Linked DNA regions of Gossypium arboreum: region 2 is linked to region 1. A link is a contact called in public Hi-C data. All regions are on one chromosome and are shown on one strand. Each heading gives the region's core, a stretch centred on a gene start, on an enhancer-like site or on the middle of the called end of the contact. The rest is flanking DNA. Distances are from core to core; before and after follow the strand shown. Region 1 holds the start of LOC108457862 (probable ADP-ribosylation factor GTPase-activating protein AGD6). Region 2 holds the start of LOC108457616.

What was found. Hi-C and Micro-C count contacts between places; a contact is called where the count stands out from the background.
Region 2: a Hi-C map of leaf shows a contact between it and region 1, with 4 times the contacts expected there. The contact joins the promoter of LOC108457616 here to the promoter of LOC108457862 in region 1. A contact is called at or near these places in 2 of 5 Hi-C or Micro-C datasets (both in leaf).

Annotation. Positions count from the first base shown.
Region 1 is chr4:103,492,731-103,497,496 of ASM2569848v2, forward strand. LOC108457862 (probable ADP-ribosylation factor GTPase-activating protein AGD6) reads left to right here and starts at 2,869. Exons shown (of 4, transcript XM_017757049.2): 1 at 2,869-3,947; 2 at 4,047-4,136; 3 at 4,556-4,766. The coding sequence starts at 3,150.
Region 2 is chr4:104,124,354-104,129,119 of ASM2569848v2, forward strand. LOC108457616 reads right to left here and starts at 2,566. Exons shown (of 2, transcript XM_017756657.2): 1 at 2,098-2,566; 2 at 1-1,696. The coding sequence starts at 1,539. The coding sequence ends at 25.

The DNA.
Region 1 (4,766 bases), core at 1,619-4,118:
TCTTAATTATTTGTACTTATATGCTATTTATTACTGATTTAGGAAATAATTGGAAAAAAAAATTTAAAGTTTATTTTTAACAATTTTTTGTGGTTTGGACTTTCACACGGTACAACTTCACTATTTTGGCCATAGTTTGAGTTAAAGAAGTTCGTTTTGGGCCTATAATATATCGATTCAAAAGGAATTGAAAGATCTAATTAAAGTTATTTCACGAAGAGATTGGTTGTCAGTCGTTGAATTAGTAACTCAAACTAATTTATTAAAGATATTGAAATTATCCTTACATCGATGATTGAACTATGAATCAAATGAAGCTTTTTCCCCATTGATTTTATTTTGTTTTATTTCACAATCTCTTCTTATTTTTAATTTTAACCCCTTCTTTTAATTTTTATTTTATTTTATTTGTTTAATAAAGAAATAAAATTATCACCGGTTTATATAGATATACCCTTATTTGTTGTTTTATATTAATCTTATATTTTTACTTATGTCTTTAATTTTGTAAGTATACACAACTTAACAATCTACTATGAAAAAACAAAAGGCAAGTATCAATTATCAGTATTATTTTGAATTTCATATTATGAAACTCCTAGTCAACATGACAATTGGCTGAGAAAAGTTTAAAATTTTTCTTTTTTCAACCGTGCAAAAATGCTTAATTTAAATTTAAAAAATTTCAACACTGTTAGAAACTGAGGCCACCCGATTAAAGGCGCCACCTCAAGAGGCAAAAAAACTATTATTCACAAATATTGATAGGGTTGATGATGATAGCTTTGGAAACTGGGGCTCTACAAAGCCCAAAGTATTATTTGGAATCCTGAACTTGATTTATGGAAAGGTTTAATTTTCCAAGGTAAGGTAAGGTAGAATTGAAGAGAGTCGTGCGATTATACTCTATTAAGCGACACTAGAAGTATGAAAAGGTGGGGAAAAAATATGGTCTTTGATGTGTAAAAAGACACCTTGAAAATGGATGCAAATGGAGGTTTCATGCAAAAGTCATGGATTATACTAATTTGTTGTAGTTTTTTGTCTAAGGAGATGCCAAAAATAAATTTTTTAAAAAGAGTTTTTTAAATCAAATAGGTAATCAAACAAGTTAAGTCGTTGATTTATCAATTTAACCTTTATTGAACTAATTAAAAATTCTTAAAAAATGGTTCAATTGTTTTTTGTTTGGTTAAATCATCTTGATTACCGAATCAATTAATTTAGAACTCTTCTATAAATCGATACTCCTATCGATTTCTAATCCAATCGATCCTATCTGGTTCAAATAACTTTAAAGAAAAAAAATCACAAAACATAAATTATTTGATAAGTAAGTTTGTTATTATATTATAATATTTAATACTTTCTTTTGGCACAAACATAAGGCTTGTATAAAAAAAAAGAGAGAAGAAAACTATGGTGTAATTTTAAGCAAATATTTACTTCATGTTTTAAATGAATATATATAGATTAAGATATATGTGATGTAGAATATGTAAAATTGGCATGAAGATAAATCCATTTTTCTTGCTTTTTGAACTACTTGTTGTCACCAAACTCATTGCTTTATATACTTCATTTCCTTGTGTGAAATCCGAGTTAAATTAGAAAAGTAATTATGCTGTACATGTAATAAATTTTGGTTGATTAATATTTTATTAATCTTTTCTTGACATAATATTAATATTATTATTCATAATAATATTTTAGTGTTTTACCTATTTAATACAATTATGGCTTGTTTACCGATAGGGAAAATGATGCAAGTTGTGGTAATTCTTATTTTTAGGGTTGGAGATGATGGAAATTAAGATTCAGATTCAGATGCCAATTTCACTTATTGATGCATTTTCTAAATATTTTAATTTCTTTTCGCTTTTCATATTTAAAATAATCAATCAACCATATAAATAAATTATTGAATAGTAATTCATTGATAAAATCAAAATATAATAAAATTAATTTATTAAGTTATTATAATTTTATGAAAAATTTGAGGCTAAAAATATTAAAATAAGTGATTTTACAAAATAAAAAACAAAAATTTTATAGAAAAGACAATATAATAAATTTATTTTAAGTAATCTTACATCTGTGAACTAAATATATATTACGAATCAAACCAAATAAACTCTGCTTGAAAAAATTATACAAGTTGTTTATTTTAAATTATATATATATATATATATATATGAAAGTTAACTATTCACACAAATTGATTTGAATTTACATGTCGACTTAGTATTCGTACTTATACATGTTCAAGATTTTTTAAATAAATCTATTTATATATTAATTATATTATTTTGAATAATATAATTTAATAATGGGTGCATATTTTAAATAGGATAGATCTTAAATTTATACATGAACTTTGATTTAATGTGTAATTTTATATATGAACTTTAATTTGGTACAATTATATATGTGAAATAAATACATTTAAAGAAATAAATACATCAATTTTTTAATATTAGATAAATATAATTATTTATGTATACAATATATAAACATAAAAGATGTTATATTAATAACGTGTTAATAATTTATAAAAATTGGATCAAATTAAAATTTCATGAATAAAGTTATACAAAATCAAAATTCATATATACAATTTGCACATTAAACCATAGTTTATGTATAGAAATTTATCTCAAAATATTTTTACCTATTACAAATAAAAAATAAATTAAAAATAAGATTTAAAATATTTCTAAAAATTCATATAGAATATAATACATAAAATATGAATAAATAATTATGATAAATTTAATTTTACATTGTATTATTTATTTTAACTAATTAAAATATTTTTTAAAAAATAAAACCCTAGCGAAGTGGGATTAATTATAGTTTTAAATAATAAAAAACCCCCTCAAAATCGCGTATTTCAACAACAAAGAGGACACCACACCAGCAGTCAATCTCAACCTTTCCCCCCTAAAATATGTTTTAACGGTGTCGCTGATCTCCTTCCTCCCCAATAAATTTTAGCCTCCCATTATTATTTTTGTTATTTTTTTTCTCATTTTTTTCTCTTTTTAGACCATTTTCCTAGATTTTGTTTTATAGACCCATTTCTCTGAATTCTTTTTCGATCTAATTCCTTTTTCTTTCACCGAATCCGATTTAGATCGGATTCAAAAATGGCGGCAACGAGACGGTTACGCGACCTCCAATCGCAGCCAGGTAACAGAACTTGCGTCGATTGCAACCAAAAGAATCCCCAATGGGCTTCGGTTTCCTACGGTATTTTCATGTGCTTAGAATGTTCCGGGAAACACCGTGGCTTAGGTGTCCACATTTCATTCGTCCGATCCGTTACCATGGATTCATGGTCCGAGATACAAATCAAGAAAATGGAATCGGGCGGTAACGAGGAGCTCAATGCTTTTTTGGCTCAATACGGGATTCCGAAAGAAACGGATATCGTTACCAAATATAATTCTAATGCTGCCAGTATTTATCGCGATCGTATCCAAGCCCTAGCTGAGGGCCGCTCATGGCGGGATCCACCTGTTGTGAAAGAGAGTCTCAACGGAGGTTCTGGTAGTAGAAAGCCTCCGTTGAGCGGTGGAGGTAGCAGGGGCAGTAATTATGCAAATAATAATGAAGGGTGGGATAGTTGGGATAATGACGATTCTTTTAGATCTTCGAATGATATGAGGAGGAACCAATCGGCGACTGATTTTAGAGGAGGGAATAAACATGGGGGTGCTCCGATGAGGTCGAGGTCCACGGAGGATATATACACGAAATCCGAATTGGAGGCTTCGGCGGCTAACAAGGACAGCTTTTTTGCGAGGAAGATGGCAGAGAATGAATCTAGGCCTGAAGGACTACCACCTTCTCAAGGAGGGAAATATGTTGGGTTTGGATCGAGTCCTATGCCTACCCAGAGGAATGATGATTCTCAGGGGGATGTGCTCTCCGTTGTATCTCAGGTTAAGAAATTATTTCTTTATAATTTTTTATGAAATTGGTGATTTCTTTTTATGATAATAGATACTTATTGTTATTCGTTGAATTTGTCTTTGGTGCAGGGGATTGGGATGTTATCATCAGTAGCTGCATCCGCAGCCCAATCTGCTGCAAGTGTTGTCCAAGCAGGAACGAAGGAGTTCACCTCCAAGGTATTTATTTTATTTTATTTTTTTTGTCTTTTTGAATTTGGATTTTGAGTTCTATTACGACGGTTTTCCAAGTTGACATTTTCATTTACTTATGACATATTCTCTGCTGTTGAATCTGTATTATCTATGTTCGAATGCGAATCTTCCAAACTCCAAACGAAATAGGAAAATAACTTTCACTCCATTTAACCTACTATTCAGTTGATTACTTAGCTACTAGTTTGCTTTTTTTTTTTTTTTCTGTGCCCTTTTAAATGTTCAAAAACATGTTGCTGTTTTTTTGGCATTTCATTTGGCTGAGCTGCTGATGTTATAGTATAACATGATGGATTTGCTTCCTCGTATTTCTATTTATAAAAATATGGTATGTGGATTTGGAGTTACATATGCTGGGGCATGATCACCTTTTCTTTTTGCAGGTTAAAGACGTTGGCTATGATACCAAGGTTAACGAAACTGTCAGCGTTGTCACTGCAAAGACAACTGAGATTGGCCATAGAACATGGGGGATCGTGAAAGGAGTCATGGCATTAGCTTCACAAAAGGTTGAGGAGTACGCAAAAGATGGCATGAACTGGAAAAATGATAACTGGCCGCAAAATGAAAGTGAGAAGAATGGACATCATCAGG
Region 2 (4,766 bases), core at 1,316-3,815, 630 kb after region 1:
TATAATGCTTCTGTAACTACTACTTCATGTCAACATGAGATCACTCCCAATAAGCTTAGGCCGGAGGCAGACAAGTACTTCGTGTTCTTCAGGTACCACTCGCAGTTTGGGCACCATAATCTCAAGGACAGATCCTGGTCCATCATGATACGCTTCTATGTTGGCGTCTTCAGGTATTCGAGTTGACAGTGGGATCTCTCTAACAAACTCCCCAGGAGAGCAATGCTCAGAAGCAGGATCTGTTAATTTGAAGGTCCTATCATGTCTCTTGATGAAAGGCATGCCAGATGTGCTAACACAAGATATCTTTATGATACCATGAGTGAGAGTATTCCTCCAAGAGACTTTGACCCTCTGAAGATCGACAAACGGCAAGGTGATAATGATCAGGTAACCTGCTTCATCTTCGTAGATAGTTTTCGCAGCAGTCACGGGCCCATGCACATTTTTCATTATCCCGCTGAAGTCTTTTAACCAGTGTGGCTCACTGGGATGAATTTCCATATCCGGATTTCGGTCATATGGAGGAATGGCAGGCAAATAGCAATCATCATTGTTTCTATGCCGAAAAAGTTCTTTCCTCCTTTTGTTGCTAACAAGTGTTAAGTCCATCCCATCTCCATTGCTATGGCTAGATGGTTGACTACACAAATTCAGCCCAGATCCATTAAGAAGTTTTTTTGAGTGAGAATTTGAAACACTCTTTATTGAAGGAGGAGGAACAGGCCTCTCTAGCTCAAAATCTGTGTTTGGAAGGTTCCTCCATGAACTAAAATCGCTCGCTTCAGGTGGAACTGTAAAGTTTAAATCCCTTCCAGTAAGCTCCATCCACCTTTTCCGGTCTTCCTCACTCACAGCCATGAGATTTGGTGCTGGAACAACCTCAATCCCATGTAGACATTGGGGGTTTGACAATCCTCTGTATTGCTTCCGTTGCATCCTGTGTGAACGGACAAATCCTTTATCCACACTAAACGGAAATGGACGCTCTCCTTGGCGAGAATGGCCATTCATGTAGCTTCTGAGTTGCATCTTACCCAGAGCATTCTCGGGTCTCTCCTTGAAAACCCACATGTACATATTCTCCATATCGTGTTGAACCATAAAAATATCCAACTTCAGATCTGATTTGTCAAAACCAGAAACACCGTTGCTATCGCGAATAATCTTGCCCTTTGATTTGTCATTCAAAGCAGGCTTAAAGTAAAAGCTAAAGAATAACCAAGCACCCCATATGCTGTCTACCCGCTTGGCAAACTTTCGTTCCGCTTTGGGTGCAGCAAGGTAGCTCTCAATCTCAAATGCTTGTGAACTGAGCCCAACATCCAAAATATCACACTGGTCTGAATTCCATGGCTGTGGGGGAGGGCTACGCTCGGCGGAGAGAGGCAAATTGATATCAGGCGGCCGAGAAAGAACAGTTTGCCTATTCATTTCCAAATCCAATTCATCATGAGAAGAAGCACTTGAATCCATAGATAAGAGGGTGGAAGGGTGATGATTTTCCATTAACAAGGCTGTGAGCAAAGAATCTCCCATTTCAGCTTATCCGGTTGAAGAAGGTAAGTACTGCTGTTGGTGGTTTAATTTTTTCCATTTTTGCCCCCCCGAAAACGAAGATTTCAACAAAACAACAACGTTATGAACACCATCATCATCATATCAGTCACCACATGATCTCCCTTCCATCAAAACCCTAAAATTTATCCATCAGAACAAACAACAATCCGCACAAAAATTCACAGAAATTAACAAAACTATATCAATCCAATAACCCTAACTTACTAAAATACAACAAAAAGAACATTCATTTGAAACAAATATTTTAAAAAAAAACAGAGAAAAAAAATCTCTTCAATCTCTACCTGATTATAGAGAGAGACAGAGATTTTCCTATCAAAAAGCTGCTAAAGAAAGACATTATCTAACACTATCTAGAATCTCCCCAAATCCTCCAAACACAGGTGGGAAAAACTGAATCAAAAACATCAAAAAAAGAAACAATTCTTATTTCTTTTTCCACGAAAAAAAACCAACTTTTTTAAAAAGAAAAGGAATTTTTTCTAGAAGAGAAATGAAGGGATCTTAAAAGTGTACCTTTTGGGATAAGCATCGAGGAATCGAGAAGAAGAGTGACCTCTACGAACGATTATCATGCTAATCTCCACCAAATCATCATCTTCCACAACCTTACAGACCATTTTTTCCCTTTTGTTCCGTACTTATTATTGTTCTTTATCTTCCCTCTATTATACGTTTACACTTTCTCGTTTTCTTCCTTTGTTTTGCCGTAAAGGAGAAAAGAAAAAAAAAAGAGAAATGAGAAGCAAAAAAAAAAACAAGTGAATGAGGAGAGAAACAGAATTGTAAGCAACATCGAAATATAGAGAGGTTTTCGTCAGTAAAAGCCTACACCAGATACCACCGATTCAACTCGCTGTTACTTAACGGTAACGCTACACTTTTTTCCAGTGTCATCTTTTTTAGAGGTCAATACTCCACGGTTCCCTGCAACCAGGTATTACTTATCTTTTTCATTTTCTCTTTTCTTCCCCACCCCCCCTTTTTCCCCCTCTTTTTTTTCCTTTTATTTGAATATTATTTTATATTAATGAAAATAAAATCCTCTCTTTACCATATCATCATCTTTAAAAAATTATATTAATTAATTTTAATATTATACTTGCAAATAGATTAATTTAAACGAAAATTACCTAATTTTTAGATCATTTTAATCTTGAGTGACCAAAAATAAAATCTTTACAATTTTGTCACTCGATTTTTAGGCCATTTTAATTTTTGTCACACAATTGTTAAATCTCTAAAGGCAGCTAACTTATACACATCATATCAAGTTTATACTTTCATTTTTAGTCACCTGACTTCTAAGTTGCTTTCATTTTTGTCCCAAAAAATATCCTATTTCCTAATATTGAGTAGTTAAAAAAATTAAGATTAATGTGAAAAAATGGTAAAAATTAAAAGAATGCTTTAAAAATTATCAAATTGTACTTGTTTATCCCTTGCTGAAAGTTCTAATTTTTTTCAATATTGAAATTTTAAATTTTAAAACATTAAAATCAATTAAATAAGTTATTGAAAATATTTTATACCTTAATAGTGTCAAACGATTAGTTATTATAATATTGAAAATAATTAAATGAATTAATTTAGTCTCCTTTTAAATCTTAAAATTTTATTTTATGTTTTCAAAAACCAACTCAAATAAAACATCTTTACTAATTGTACATAAAACCCAAAATTCTTTTGATTATATGATATCAAGTCTTTCATACTAAGCTAAAAGCAAAAAAAATCCTTACAATTAATCAAATCAATTAATTTTATCTTCCATGGCAAACAAATGCAGAATTTTTCATCATTCTTTTACCCAACGAAGAACAAACAATTAATTTAATTAATTGTAATGATTTTTCTTTTCTTTTAGCTTAACTTAGTATGAAAGATTTGATATTATACAATCAAAATAAATTTAAACTTCACACACAATTATCAAATATGAGTTATCGAGTTAATTTAATTAAAATAATATGAAAAGATAAAATAAAATTTAAAAGAGATTAATTTAATTAATTTAAATATTACAGAACAAATTGGTTAACATTATGTTTTGAAATATAAAATTTTAAGGTATAAAAAAATTCAATAATTTATTTAATTGATTTTATGTTTTAAAATTAAAATTTTCGCAATATGATAAACAATTATAATTTGACAAATTTTAATATATTACTTTTTTATTTTTTTACCTAATCAATGCTTTTAAAAGGAATTTTTTTGTGACTAAAATGAAAAAGACCTAAAAGTTGGGTGACCAAAATTAAAATGTGAATATGATATGACGTGTATAAGTTAACTCGCAAGAGATTTACTAGCTAAGTAACTAAAATGAAAGTACTATGAAAATTGAATGACTAAATTACAATAATTTCATTTTAAATGACCAAAATAAAAGTACCTTAAAAATTAGTAAACTAATTTACCTTTAATTTAATTGGTTTTAATAATAAGTAACATCACATTGTATAGAGATTTATAAGTAATTGATGAATATCTTTTGAGATCTTTTATTTTGTTGTTTTCTTCACTTATTTTGATAAATTTCGTGGATTTGGTCGATAAATGGTTAAAGGCTAATGAAGAAAGTGTTTCCACTGTTCCACTCTTTTTTAATGGTGGGTGTGCCTATCAATCCTATCTCACATATGTAAAGGCAACTCACCAAAGATTATAAATAGAGGCAAAGTAAGGAATTGTGGAATGGAATCAACATGAAATTTATTTTATAATTGAATATTTAACATGCAAGGGAATATTTTCATTTATAAATAATAAAAATTAGGAAATAAAGTAATAATGAAATATTTTTGGTAAAAATATTATGAAAGTATTTGTACTAAGAGTTAGATTATGGTTTTATCTCTCCACTCAAAAAAATGAGTAAATTAATCTATATATGTTAGATCATAAACAGACAGTGACATGTGACGTGTCATGCATACCCCATGCATATATATATAGACTAGTTTTTAATAGTAAAATTGATTAAATTTATTAACAAAATAATCAGTTTACTTTTTGATCTAACATATATAAATAAATTTATCTATTTTAAGTAAAAGATAAATTACAATCGACTTCTAATATTTATTTTCTAACTAAAAGAATCAATATATATATATATATATATATATATATATGGTTTAGGTTTAAAACAGATTTAAAAGTGGTAGATGACATGATAT